Regions from separate parts of the Oryza sativa genome. Here region 2 is linked to region 1. Evidence: chromatin contacts called from public HiCAR-type data. All regions are on one chromosome and are shown on one strand. The core of a region is the stretch at or near the end of the contact, and the rest is flanking DNA. Distances in the headings are between cores, read along the strand shown. Region 1 holds the start of LOC4345982 (receptor protein kinase-like protein ZAR1). Region 2 holds the start of LOC4345992 (ETHYLENE INSENSITIVE 3-like 3 protein).

Region 1 (3,872 bases), core at 976-3,475:
CTGCAAGTGACACAGGCTTTAGCTTGTAGGAGTAGTGTTTTGAGCTCGATTAGGATGGTGGAGAGATGGCCGGATTAGGCGTTGATCCGGTCGAGGCTCTCGGCGACGGCGCGCATGCGGGGGCGCAGCTCGGCGTCGGGCTCGGTGCAGCCGAGGGCGACATGGAAGACGGCGAGCACCTGCTTCTTGGCGTGCACCTCGCCGAGCAGCGTCGGGTCGACCACCTCCGACAGCGGCCGCTCCTCCTTGAAGGCGCGGCGCACCCACGCCTCCAGCTCCAGCCCGCCCTCGCCCTCCGTCGGCTCGCGCCCGGTCACCGCCTCCAGCAGCACGACGCCGAGCGCGAACACGTCGCCCTTCTGCGTCGCCGCGGCGGCCGCGCCGCCGGGCGTGCGGAGCTCCGGCGCGACGTACGCCAGCGCCCCGCCCCCGCCGCGCAGCGCGCACGCCGCGCCGCCCAGCTTCTTCGACTGCGCCGCCGCCGCCTTGTGCGCGCCGCCGGCGACGAGGCGGGCGAGGCCGAAGCCGGAGACGTGGGCGCGGAGCTCGTCGTCGAGCAGGATCTTGGATGACTTGATGCACCCGTGCACGTACCGGCGTGGGCTGCACTCGTGCAGGTATGCCAGCCCCCTCGCCGCGCCCTGCACGATGGACAGCCTCATCGACCACGGCAATGGCGTCGGCGACGCCGTCGGGCCACCTGAAACACAAACAAACACCGCGTTAGCTGCGGATCAAGTGGAGTAGAAGAAGGAATCGGCAAGAACAGATTCGTGGCGTCACCGTGGAGAGCGGAGTGGAGGGAGCCATTGGAGAGGTAGTCGTAGATGAGAAGCTTCTCGTCGGGCGCGTAGTAGTAGGCGCGGAGGCGCGCGACGTTGGGGTGGCGCGCGCGGCCGATGGCGGCGGCCTCGGTCTCGAACGCGCGGCGCCGGCGCCACCCGGAGTCGGAGCCGCCGTCGCCGTCGTCGGGCTCGCTGAGGCGGCGGACGGCGACGGCGGGGCCGTGGCCCGGGACGACGCGGTACACGATGCCGCCGCGGCTCTTCCCGACGACGAACGCGGACGCGCGGAGCAGCTCCTCCAGCTCCATCCCGAACCCGTCGTCCACCGCCACGAACACCTCCCCTTCCTCCCCGCCGCTGCGCCGCTCCTCGCTGCCGGCCAGCGTCACCGCCCCGCTCTTATCCTTCGCCGACTCCTTCTCCTCGTCCCTCGCCGTCGCCGCCGCGCACCGCCGCCGGCACTGCCACTGCAGGATCACCCCGGCGACGATGGCAACCACCACAATGGCAGCAAGAACGGGCACCGTCGGCGACGACCGGCGCCTCGGTGGCCTCCCGACCGCCGCCGCCGCGCCGGGGTTCATGCCACCATTCGCCTCGGGGATTCTTGGATCTTCCTTCTCACCGGCGCACTCCACCTTGAGCGGAAACCCGCAGAGCCTCGGGTTGTCGTCGAAGGCGGTCGGGCCCTGGTTGACGAGGGACCCCACCTGCGGGATCTCGCCGGCGAGGTCGTTCCCGCGGAGGTCAAGGCTCACCGCCACCGGAATGCCGCCGAACTCCGGCGGGATCCCGCCGGTGAAATGGTTGTAGCTCAGGTTGAGAACCCCAGAGAGACGAGGAAGCCCGGCGATCGCCGGCGGCAGCGAGCCGTTGAGCTGGTTGGAGGACAAATCGAGGCGGGACAGCGACACGAGCCGCCCAATCCCCGCCGGAACCTGGCCAGAGAGGAGGTTGTGGGCGAGGTCGAGCGCCGCGAGCTTCTGCAGCGCCGTGATGGCGACCGGGATCTGGCCGGCGAGCTGGTTGTAGGGCAGGGACAGCGTCACCAGCTCGGACAGCAGCGACAGCTCGGATGGGAGGTAGCCCGCGAGCGAGAAGTTGGCGAGCTCCACGCCGGCGACCCTGCCGCCACCGCCGTCGACGCAGGTGACGCCCGACCAGCCGCAGGGGTCGTTGTCGGCGTCCCTCCACGTCGAGAGCGCGCCATTGGGATCCTCCGACACCGCGAACTTGAGCGCAAGAAGCGCCAGCCCGTCCGTGTTCAGCGCAGCCGCCACCTCCACGCCGAGCACCACCACCACCACCACCACCGCCACCGCCGCCGCCCGCGCAGCTGCCGCCATTGCGACGGAAGTGGCCGCTCGCTTCCGAAGCTACCAATTTACAACCCTGCCACTGCCATGGCTGCGGAGAAGGCAAGAAGAAGAAGACAACAACGAGAGGCAGAGTAGGGAGTGAGCTGGGTTTAGGGGAGTGAGATTTAGGCGCGAAATGACGGAAATACCCACGGAGGGGTAGTTGGCACATGTGGACTCCGTGGTGATTCCTGGGAGCTGTGAGGGGTATTTTGGGTATGGGGATTTGAATGCTGTGGCGCACGAGGAATAGCGCTGGAGATGAGGTGGACTGGTGGATTCGAAGAGGGGGGGGTGCGACTTTTGCTAAAGTAATTAAGCGTGTTTGCATGTGGGAAATCTCAAGGGTTAATAGTTGATCCCCATGATTAATCAACCGATTAGCTGCCGCGAGTGAGTCAGACACTGTGCGGTGGGCCCATCGTGTCAGCCAGCACTCCCCCGGTTCAAATGCAGAAACGCACATGCCGGCCCTGTATAGACGGACTTAAAGTCCCTATCACATCGGATGTTTGGACACTAATTATAAATATTAAACGTAGACTATTAATAAAACCCATCCATAATCTTGGACTAATTCACGAGATGAATATTTTGAGCCTAATTAATCCATAATTAGCTTATGTGATGCTACAGTAAACATTCTCTAATTATGGATTAATTAGGTTTAAAAAAATTGTCTCGCGAATTAGTTTTTATTTATGTAATTAGTTTTATAAGTAGTATATATTTAATACTCTAAATTAGTGTCTAAATACATGAACTAAAGTTAAGTCCTGATCCAAACACCACCGTATACTACTAGCACTACAGTAATCTTTTCTGCAAATTTTGAAATTTGCACCTGGAAGGAAGGGGGAGAGAGAGCGCTTCAGATCTGTATTGCTAGTAGTGTTATATTTATCTATAAATTTAGAGCATGTACAATAGTAGGCTATAAGCCAGCTGTAAATATATTTTAAAGAGATAAATAAGGAGAGAGAAGGGTAGCGGGCTATAGATTTGTAGTCAGCTGTAGCACGAACTCTAAAACACAGTGTGTGTATGACAAGTGGGATGAATTAATAGTGTAGTATGTAACTACTGTATGAATGAGCTATTAGATTGGTTATAGATGAATTGGAGCTGATAGTTGGCTACACTATTAAACTTGCTCTTAGTTAAATTTGAAGCAATTTAATTTTGATTAAAATAAAAAACATATTATAATGGAAGTAGCATTTTGACACGCCACGAGGATTAGGGAGTGTATTAAAATTAGGTTTGGAAGCTGCTGCTGTTGCGAAACCCGGGTCGCTGACAGTGGTGTGCGTGTGTTTTGTGCTGATGCGTTTGCGTTGCACGGTTTGGTGGGCGTGCATCGGGAAGCGCGGCGTGGTAACGCGACAGCGGAGCGGTAGCGGCCAGAAGAGAAGGGTGGGGCAGCGCACCACCGGGGGTGGCTCGCCTCACAAGACGGAGGCCGGGCCTTTTGTCTCCTCTCCTCCCTCCCACACCAGTTTTTGATTTGTTTTGGCTGTGTTTAGATCAAATTTTCAGTTTTTTTCATCACATTAACACGTTATACACACACAAACTTTTCTGTCATATCGTATCAATTTTAATCCAAACTTCCAACTTTGGTCATTTGTTGAAACATTAGGGCAGTAGTAATATACTAATATCCAGAAACTTCTTTTGAATCTTTGAATGATGGGGGTATGTACAGCCCCATCATTTGGCTGTTGGG
Region 2 (3,872 bases), core at 899-3,398, 150 kb before region 1:
ACCAACATCAACCTGAAAAGTGTCTTCAGACCATGGATTTGTGTGACCATTATTTTGGCATGCTAAAGGCTGATATCCCATATAAATCCTTGAAGGATTAACATTTGTAATCTGGTTGCTGTTATAGTTATTAACCACAGCAGCAGGAGAAGATACGAAGTTCCCTTGAACATATTGATGCTGTAGAGTTTCAGTTGTATTGACATGGCTGAGGCTTGTCATCTGGTTAGCCATGCCCATCATCTCCGTTTGGTTTATTCTGCTCATATTGGGCAATGCATTGCTCACAATGGCTAGTTGATTGTCATCTTTTTGTGTTACCTCAACCTCAGATTCAGCAGTAAGTAAATGACCACTAGGTCTCTTTCTCTTCCTTGATTCATTGGTCCCTTCATTGCTAGGAAGTACTTGATTGGGTTGCTGATCATGGCGTCCTCTGTTGTGTCGACTAGAGGTATGCTCCTCTCTGATCTGCGCAGTTGGCTGACGACGCCCCACATTATCTTTGGATGATGAAGAGCGAGGAGGTTCCTCCAAATGGTCGACATCATACTCATCACTGCTGCTATATATATCATCACTTTTTCCCTCACGAGAACTACGGTGTGTAATCTGTGATCCAACATTGTCAGAACTGCGAAAATATATTTCCTCTCTTCGAAGAACTCCCAGCCAAATCAAGCTCTCTTTAGCAGTCATTTTGTCTTGCAAGCACTTCGATTTCCTTACACAATTCCTGATCTTATCAAAGTTTGGGGCCATGTGTTTGATCACACCCGTCAGCACGCCAACCTTCCAAACCTTCTTAAGATCATGCGGTTTTCTGTATGGTGGTGATATTCCCATTGGAAGGCCTAAAGAAATCCACCAATCCTCATTTCCTGATGGCCACCATGGGGGAGGGACACCCTTATCCAGTGGGTACTTGCGCTGCTGCGGGCTGCAATGCTGCATCAACGATGAGAGCAATGATCCCAGGGTAGCATCCTGGAGATCCATCAAGCTATGCTGGTTCAAGACCCCTCTGCGCTTAGCATCAACCAGCATTGAGTTCTTAACCTCATACTTTGCAATGGCAACCGGCCCATTCACATCGAACCGAACCTTCTCCTTCCACCAAGCTCTAATGTTATCCGATGCACCACTGACAGGCTTCCCTTTATGAGGAATGATCCCATAAACAAACCCACGAGCATTGCACACCTCCATCAGCTTGAGCATGTACCTCAAGATCCCATCCTGGACTCTCGCCGTCTTCTTGCGGAGAGCCTGCTCAGACATCTTCTTTGTTTTGGACTCCTCTAGTGCTGCCTGCTGCAGAGCAAGCTTCTGCTGCCTCTCCTTGATCCTCTTCAGCTTGATCTTGTCTTTCCACATCCGTCGGGCCAGCTCCTCGGCATCAATCTCCTCATCACTGACATCATTCTCCGTGAGGTTCTCGACGCCATCAACCTCAAAGTCAGACGTATCGCCTAAATCCTCCGTGAGAATAGAAGGATTGCCCATTGAATTTACTGCTTCCTACCTTCCTTAACCAAATTATCTCATCACCCGAGACAACTCCTTGTGCTTAGTTGGCTTGTTCAACGATACCATCAAGAGAGGAATCTGCCCAATTTATGCATGTGGTCAGACGCAATACTAACAAAAATAAGAGTAATAGATTAGAATTGCAAAATCATACATGGAAATGTCAAAAACCCATCTAAAAATTTCCCTGGCTTTAATCTGCTAACTCTGTATCATCTAAACCATCAAGAACAGACGCCAGATCAATCCACACATATCATCATCCATCACAACTCACGACCTAAATTCCCAAACAGAAAATGATATGCCCCTTGAATCAAAACTGCACCTCTCACGACGACACGTTTCCGCACAACCTCGCTTGCAAAAGGCCGCAACCCTGCGGGGGATACAGGTAACGGAGACTGATCTCGAACCAATCAAACCCTAAAAAATCATGCGCAGCGAGGAAAAAAAACGGCGCCACCTATCCCTCGACCACAAACCCCCACCCTCAGAACAGCCGAAATGGATTGGCGGCGGCATTGAAACACACATACCTCGTCGGAGATGCCGCTCCCGCCGCCGCCGCCGCCGCGGAGTAATCAGATGAGAATGTCTGGGTTTGCAAGGCAAAAAGAGGAAGAAATGGAGAGAGTCGCTGTGGCGGAAATGGAAAGCAGCCGCGGTGGGATGACGTCACGCAAGAGGCTGGTTTTTTTTTTTGTGCTTTTGTTTTTGTTTCGAGTGTTTTGCCTTTTTTTTTTTCCTTTTTTTTTTACAGATGCTGTGCACTCCTTGTGTTTGTTTGTCTTGCTATCTAACACTTGCAGCCCTGCGTAGTGTGTTAGTAGAACTCAGAACAAATAAAAGATGTTATGATTTTGTTGATACGAGATAATAGGTGGAGTGTTATATTTTTAACAAATTCTGAAGGTTAGAAATTAATATGTTTTTATGCCGGAGAGTGGTGAAATTGTCTGTTGAATTAGCACTGCATCATTGTCATTTAAAAGTAAGAGATATCGACCTCTTGTTTTTGTTGTCGACTTCACGAGTGATGCACTAGCAAACGTGTATCTTAGCAATTAAATGAGCACGATACTTGACTTCTTTCGATATGTGTACGAAACGCTTAGGATGAGTGTAGAGTTGTATGGCGTACATGTATTGTATTTCTGTTAAGTTAATTTATTGAGGTATTGATTTCTTTTTTTTCTTTGTACTAACTAAATGAAAAAAAGGTTGAGAATGTTTTTGTCGCCTCTTACATGACAACAAAATAGGTAATCCTTGTTTTTAGCTTTTTATTGTGAAAAAGATAAGATTACATTTATTAGGATATATGACCAATCCGATAAACTTGATTCCATCCAAGTTTCTATATATAGTGGATTTAGAGAAGGTTCATTGAACCTGGTCGCTCCAGAACACATAAGCAGGCGAGGAAGCGTCTAGGTTCGATGTATCCTCCTCAGTGGTACACAGCCATGGCTCCAGTTGTCCACAAGACAGGGCCCATACAAAGGTTTAGTGTCCGATGGCGTGAGGTTACGGCCCACAGGTCCACTCCTCAACAACAAACCAGAGGCCCATATAGACGATTACCACAATAGTTTATATTTGACCAACAGTATCCCTAAATAGAACCCAATTCTAGAATTGAAGTTTATTTTAGAGTGAATGAAAAACTTGCTCCAATAGTTCTCCTAGAGATGTATCCAAAAAATTGGATTCCTCTTCTCCTCCTATCCACAAGTCGGGAGACACTCGCTCATATTTCCGTACGATCCCCTTCTCCTCCTAGTCAGGAGACACTCTCGCTCCATATTTCCGTACGATCCCGCTGTATCAGTTGGTAGTTAGGGGTAAGTCCACTTTTTATTATTAGGAATTATATATGTTGGAAATAAAAATTTATTTACACCTTAAAATCAAATTAGGAATTCCAAAAACAGAATTTGAGAGAGATTTTTAGGTATATGTCGGACATGCTCTTAAGGTACGATAGCCACATACTTCCTCCGGTCTTAAAAAAAAAATCAAATCCTACAATGAATCTGATTCGTGTTTTTTTTTTGACAGATGGAGTACTGGGAACTGATATATTCTTTTGCTCGTCTTCTGGCACTTGACATTACACAGATAAGACAGTTTCCTGAATGTAGAATTATAGATCAGTCACACGATTACAGCTCAGTTCAAGTAAAGGATACTACAACATAATCATCCCTCGAAAAAAAACTAGAACAAAACTTGACACTGAGAACCTCCTGGCAAACTGTCTTTGCAAGTGCAAAGTCTTTGCCAAGGTTTTTGCTTCTGTACTTTCAATTCTTGCCCCGACCACGCCTAGGTGGCAC

The links. HiCAR-type assays count read pairs that join an accessible place to other places.
Region 2: a contact with region 1 is called in a HiCAR-type map of leaf, with 2.0 times the contacts expected there. The contact joins the promoter of LOC4345992 here to the promoter of LOC4345982 in region 1. A contact is called at or near these places in 4 of 15 Hi-C or Micro-C datasets (leaf, seedling and an unstated tissue) and 1 of 4 datasets of contacts at active chromatin or transcription factors (leaf).

Annotation. Positions count from the first base shown.
Region 1 is chr8:25,204,940-25,208,811 of ASM3414082v1, reverse strand. It overlaps LOC4345982 (receptor protein kinase-like protein ZAR1), which reads right to left and starts at 2,225. Exons shown (of 2, transcript XM_015793277.2): 1 at 784-2,225; 2 at 1-700. The coding sequence starts at 2,131. The coding sequence ends at 75.
Region 2 is chr8:25,355,618-25,359,489 of ASM3414082v1, reverse strand. LOC4345992 (ETHYLENE INSENSITIVE 3-like 3 protein) reads right to left here and starts at 2,148. Exons shown (of 4, transcript NR_175396.1): 1 at 2,070-2,148; 2 at 1-1,608. LOC4345991 (pre-rRNA-processing protein TSR2) reads right to left here. Exons shown (of 4, transcript XM_015793050.3): 4 at 3,601-3,872. The coding sequence ends at 3,840.